Regions from separate parts of the Mus musculus genome. Here region 1 is linked to region 2. A link is a contact called in public HiChIP or PLAC-seq data. All regions are on one chromosome and are shown on one strand. The core of a region is the stretch at or near the end of the contact, and the rest is flanking DNA. Distances in the headings are between cores, read along the strand shown. Region 1 overlaps Sec24d (Sec24 related gene family, member D (S. cerevisiae)). Region 2 overlaps Synpo2 (synaptopodin 2).

Evidence for each region. HiChIP or PLAC-seq counts read pairs in DNA pulled down with a chosen protein or histone mark.
Region 1: an H3K27ac HiChIP or PLAC-seq map of heart atrium shows a contact between it and region 2, with 7 read pairs. The contact joins two enhancer-like sites. A contact is called at or near these places in 49 of 484 Hi-C or Micro-C datasets (8-cell embryo, the AML12 cell line, B cells and 33 more), 22 of 115 datasets of contacts at active chromatin or transcription factors (CD4 single positive thymocytes, CD8 T cells, bone marrow-derived macrophages and 13 more) and 4 of 9 other capture datasets (adipose tissue, embryonic stem cells, liver and 1 more).

Annotation. Positions count from the first base shown.
Region 1 is chr3:123,323,182-123,325,881 of GRCm38.p6, forward strand. The region is part of intron 8 of Sec24d (Sec24 related gene family, member D (S. cerevisiae)); the gene reads left to right. Among named protein-coding and RNA genes, the nearest start is that of Sec24d, 57 kb to the left of the region's middle. Within about 2 kb of position 1,345, at least 15 of the 459 cell types and tissues checked have an H3K27ac peak or open chromatin away from gene starts, as enhancers often do. A contact at or near this core is called in heart atrium and uterus, where this site is marked.
Region 2 is chr3:123,189,695-123,192,394 of GRCm38.p6, forward strand. All of the region lies in intron 1 of Synpo2 (synaptopodin 2), which reads right to left. Among named protein-coding and RNA genes, the nearest start is that of Synpo2, 45 kb to the right of the region's middle. Within about 2 kb of position 1,252, at least 10 of the 459 cell types and tissues checked have an H3K27ac peak or open chromatin away from gene starts, as enhancers often do. A contact at or near this core is called in heart atrium and uterus, where this site is marked.

The sequences.
Region 1 (2,700 bases), core at 95-2,594, 130 kb after region 2:
AAACATTAAGAAGCCAAAATAAAAACAAACAAAAACCAATAACACAAAAAAATTACTAAAACACAAAGTGCACACATCAAAAACACAGAATTCGTTTTCTGTTGGCCTGCTGTTCCTGGGCACGGAGCCTGCCCTGAAACGTGGTTGATAGAATTAGAGACACTCCACTGGAGAAAACGATTTTTTTCTTTCTTTACTCGCAGATACCAGTTATAGACCGCTTCTTAGGGGTGGGGTCTCGTGTCCACTTCCCCTTCTCAGAGCTGAGATTGTGTCTGGTTTGAACCTGCGCAGGTCTTGTGTGCTGCCACGGGCTCTGTGAACTCAGAGGTGCATCCATCCTGTTGTGTCTGAAAAACAAAACAAAACAACAATAATAACAATAGCAACAACAAAAAGCTGTTTTCCTGGCCATCATCCATCACCTTTGGCTCTCACAATCTTCCCACCTCCTCTTCCACAGAGATGCGTGAGCCTAGAAGGAGGGGTTGATGGAGATCTCATATCTGTGTGGGGGTGGCTGAGTGCCCCCGCGTCTCCTTAGTCTTTGCACAGTGTCCAGTTGTAGGTCTCTGTGTTAACAGTTCCCATCTACTGCACGAAGAGGCTTCTCTGATGAGGGCTGAGCAGTGTTCTGATGTGTGGGTAAAGCAGTGTGTTATCAGGAGTCATTTTGTTGCTGTGTCCCTTTATAACAAGCAGTAGGTTTTCCTGTAGGCCCATGACCTATCTAGTGTCAGGTTCCTGGCCACCTTAGCAGTATCAGGTATGGGTTCTATCTCCTGGATTAGGCCTAACATTCAAGCAAAAAGTGCTCAGTGATGTGCATAAAGTTTCTGCTACTATTGTGCTAGTAGGCTGATTGCTATTGTAGGTCCTAGGGTTGGTAGCTAGGCAACATTAACGATTACTTTTCTCCCCAACTAGCATGCAGAGAGTAACTATGAATTCTAGGAGTGAAACTTCTACTTAGCACCAGTGCGATTTCTACATATTTGATATTAGTTTCTTTAGCAATAGGGTCTAACCATCAGTCGGTGGAGAGTAGCCAGTAGACCTGGCAATAGCCTGCAATGTTTGCACAGTCTATAGGACCCTGTTGGCCAACTCTGAGCGGTAATTTTACGTACACAAAAAGGATACATTTTGTTCAATGAAGACATTTTAATAAAAATAGTATCAATAGACTATTCCACACCCTTGATAGCCCTAAAACAGGAGAGACAAGTTCATCCTAGTCCTTGACCTTCCGTGACCCTGTCACTTACATGCTGATAAACTCATGCGACATGGCAGCAGAACTAATAATAGAAAAGGTGGGGGGGAGAGTGAGCAGGAGTGGAATAGAGGCCAAAGGTAAAAGCGTTCTTAGAAGACACTGCTGGGGAAGGTGTGGTGCAAAGCCCTGGCTAAGGAAAGCAAGCAGCTTAGCTGGCTCTGGAGAAGGAGGAATTTCATACACACACACACACACACACACGTGCACACATGCACACATGCACACACACACATTTCTGCACACACTAAAATTAAACATAGAAGAAAAGGCAGCTTAACTCTTTCCGAGCTTATGCATACTACCATGGAGCCAACAAATGGACACACGGAGGGAGAATAAATCTTGATGGTTTTCAACACAACCTGAGAGATTAAACAAGACTGTGCCATTTAAAAACCCTCCTCTGTCGCCCCCCAAATAAAACATAAACAGTTAAAAAGCTTTTAACATTCTTTGCTGCCACCCCGGTTGTCTGAAGACCTTCCCGATATCACCGTCTGCTTTCCGAAAGACGGAGCACAGGGAAGCCTAAGTGTTCTTAATTGCGAGATAAAGTTCTGACTTGACTTGCTAGGCATCCATGCTTCGTTCTGTGAGTTCAGATCTGCCAGGACTGGAATGTTTACATGGTAATCGGTGATAGTTCCCAGACATTTTAGGCAAGGTCTGCCTTTGGGCAAATCGTAATACCGAAAGGAAAGGCAAATTATATTCTGTTCCCACTGGCTTGTCTAGCAAATAATTGTGTCGTATTTGTTTCTGAAGTATTTCTGAGAATGTATTGTAGTCTTTGAAGTCTTTGGAGACAAACGGATGAAAAAGTAGAATCTGGCCACAGCAAAGGCAAACTTCAGAACTCCTCCTTATTAGGGCTTCAGAAGGTGTCCTCTGGTCCCGGAGGTAAAGAGCAGAAGCAGTAACCCGGGCAGGGCCATTGGCTGCTGTCTTCCATACTCTTCCCGTCTCTCTAGTCACTTTGTTCTCTGTCTTTTTGTTTGGTGCCTGCATCTTCCCGCCCCCTCTGGTTCCTGGATCATTTTTTATTGCTACTGGCTAAGAAGAGCAAACTCCGGCCAGCTTATGTCTTTCAGATGAAAGGTTTATGTACAAACATTATTGTGTACATCCATGTGTAGGTTTGAAGCAAATTCCTAGATGCTTAGAAATGCCTCTCGGTTTTTAACAACTAGTTCATAACTGTATTCTGGTGTCCTGGAAGATAGGAGATTTCCTCTCCTCTAGATCATTTTTTTTTTTATGAGAACATTTTGCAGTAACTGAGAAGTTTGTCTTCAGAAACCCCAGTACAGTTCATACTGTCCAGCTCTAACTGCCTCCCCCCACCCCCATTAGAGACAGTTTTTCATGTGCTAAGTGCCTTTTAGAGATATAAAGTTGTTCTGGATAGAAACAATGGTAAC
Region 2 (2,700 bases), core at 2-2,501:
TAATATGATGGGTATATAAGGTAAGAAGGTCAGCTACAAGCCAGTTTCTGAAACTCCTTTTTATCTATCTGTATTTGTTTAGGATTTACCATAATAGTTATATATGAATGTAAATATGTAACACAGACATTGCCTCACAGTATCTTGAGATAATTAGGTGTAAGACCCTAGTGTGTAAGTGTATTCTAATAAATAGTTTAATCTCCATCAGCAGACACTTAATTTAAAAGAAACAAAGAAAAGAGGGTTAAAATGCATATTTTATATCTGTGTGGGTCTGGCTTGCTATGAAGTGTCTCATTTTTTTTCTCAAGAAACGGTGTAAGCAGCATCTGCCACTGGAGCTGGTGTGGGGTTTCAAGGATTAAAGTAGCAGCCTAATAAGGTCTTGGCCATCTGTTTGTTTCTTGCTTGAAGGGTTTCTTGTTTTGTTTTGATTTGGTTTAGTTTAGTGGGGCCTATTTAAAATGTACTTCTTCCCACACAAAATTTAATGCATGTTGGCAAGCTTTCTCAAAGATCAATGCTTTTGACTTTAGTGGAAGGCCTCTTATTTCCTAAGTGTGATCACAGATAATGGTTCCTAATATTTTTTTAAGTTTGCCTCTGACTAATTAGTGCACAAATCCCTTCAGGAGATAAGTAGTCCTGTCCAAACAAACCCCTGGCCGTAAAATACCAACACTTCTCAAAGGTTAGCACATCAGCCATTACTGTCCAATTTATCGTACCTACTTGCCTTCTTAGGGAATGGCAGCCAACCAGGCAAGAACATCCAGGCTTGTTTGCAAGCGCACTCCAGGTTGCCTAGCCAACCTGCTGTCATGGGAGCACACCGGCCTCTACAGATCCTGGACGCTTGGCAAGACAAGCCTCCTCCTCTTCTTCCCTGGATAAGCTCAAGGTTACCATAGCACATTAGAAGGGTGGAGATAGTGGACCTTCATATTTCTAGGTCAGTGCAGTTGGAAGAACACCTAAAAGCCCCCACCCCAAGTCAATAGCAAAGCTAAAGCTAAAAAGAATTCGATCTATATAGTAAGTCGTCATCATCACGTTCATCTGTCGGACATGAACACCTTCCTTTCCCAAATATATGCACGGTTGAACCTTTTCAATACAGATAAAACCATATCCTTAGAAAACATAAGCTCTAGAGCATCACTAAAAGTAGCCCTAATACACTGTGTCCATCACTCTGAATAGCTTGGTGTTGAGCAAGCTCTATTAAGGAACACACAAGGGTAGCAGGAACTTCATCTTGTTTCTCTGCCCAACACTTTCTGACATCCAGAGGAGGTGGTGCATGCTGTACCAACAACAGTATGCTATCAATCAGACTGAGGGGATTAATTTCCTGAGAAAAGGAAAGTTCCAGAAAGAGACTAGAGGGAAGACAGTCTTGGCTCCCCCCTGGTGCCCCTCAGAAATCCAAATAAGACAAATCAGGAGCTAAAGGGGTAACCTGATGATGTTTCAGGGTTGAGATTGTAAAGTAAGCTCCACAGTGGGCAGAGGCATGGTGGCTGCCTGCGGATAAATGTTCCGGACGAGCGGAGCTGTCCATGTACTGTAAGGTATTGGCAGTCTCCTGCCTCTGCTAAGGCAAAGACTCCTGGACTGTGTAAATCATAATTTATAGCTTTTATATTTTATGACAGCCTCTCAGGGAGCCTGTGTTTTATTGTATCATTTGATGATGCACCTCTTTTAAACTTTGCTTTAACTGCTAGAAAATCTGAAGAGCCAACTACTCATAGCTTAGCTCCCACATGCTTCTCTCCTTTGCTCACTGCAAGCTCTCTGTGTTCTGTGACTGCAGCAGTTTTTTTTTTCGGTAAACCCAGACACTGACCAAACATGAAAGGTCATTTCTTCCTGTTGTGGTTGGCATAGGAATGGCCCTCTCAGGTTTGTAGATTTGAATGCTTGGTCATTAGGGAGTGGTCCTATTAGGAGGTATGTCCTTGTTGAGGTAGATATGACTTTGTTGGAGGAAGTGTATCACCCACTCACAATGCTCACACCACCCACCTTACCTCCAACTGTCCCTCCCCTTCTTATCACCATATCCCAGGTCCCAACTCTGGTAGAGGTCCCCTGCCAGACCACAAGCCATAGTGGCCTCTAGAAGGCCAGATAGGCCACCCACCAGCAGACATCCCTCAATCTCTGGGTGCCTGCACATCCTATCCCCAGTCTCCCTCTCCCCTCTTTGTTGCTGTGTTCCAGCCCTTCAACTCCATAAACATCCCCTGCTCAACCAGAGACCACAAGAACTCTAGGTAGGCTGCTGCCCAGGGAACCCCCCTCATCCTCCTGGGTCCCTCTCCAGCTCACCTCCCATGTTAGTTAGTCAGCTTTCCGAGACTGTGACTGAAATAGCAACTTTTAAAGAAAAATGTTTATTGTGATCCATAGTTTTAAAGAATCCAGTGAAGGTAAGCAAAGCACATTGAATTTCGTGACCCAGCAAATTATCCACCAGAAAGCAAGAAGGACAGAAAGGAAGTGGCCAGGACCCAATGTCTCCTTAAAGGTCACTTCTACAGTTAACAACAACTTTCTGACACTATACAACCTCGTTGTGGTCACCTAAAAACTCCCAGTATGTGTCACCTCTCCAAAGTTCCATCACCTCCCAAGAGCATCATGCCGGGGAGCTAGCTGTTAACACTCAAGCCTTCAGAGGACACTGGT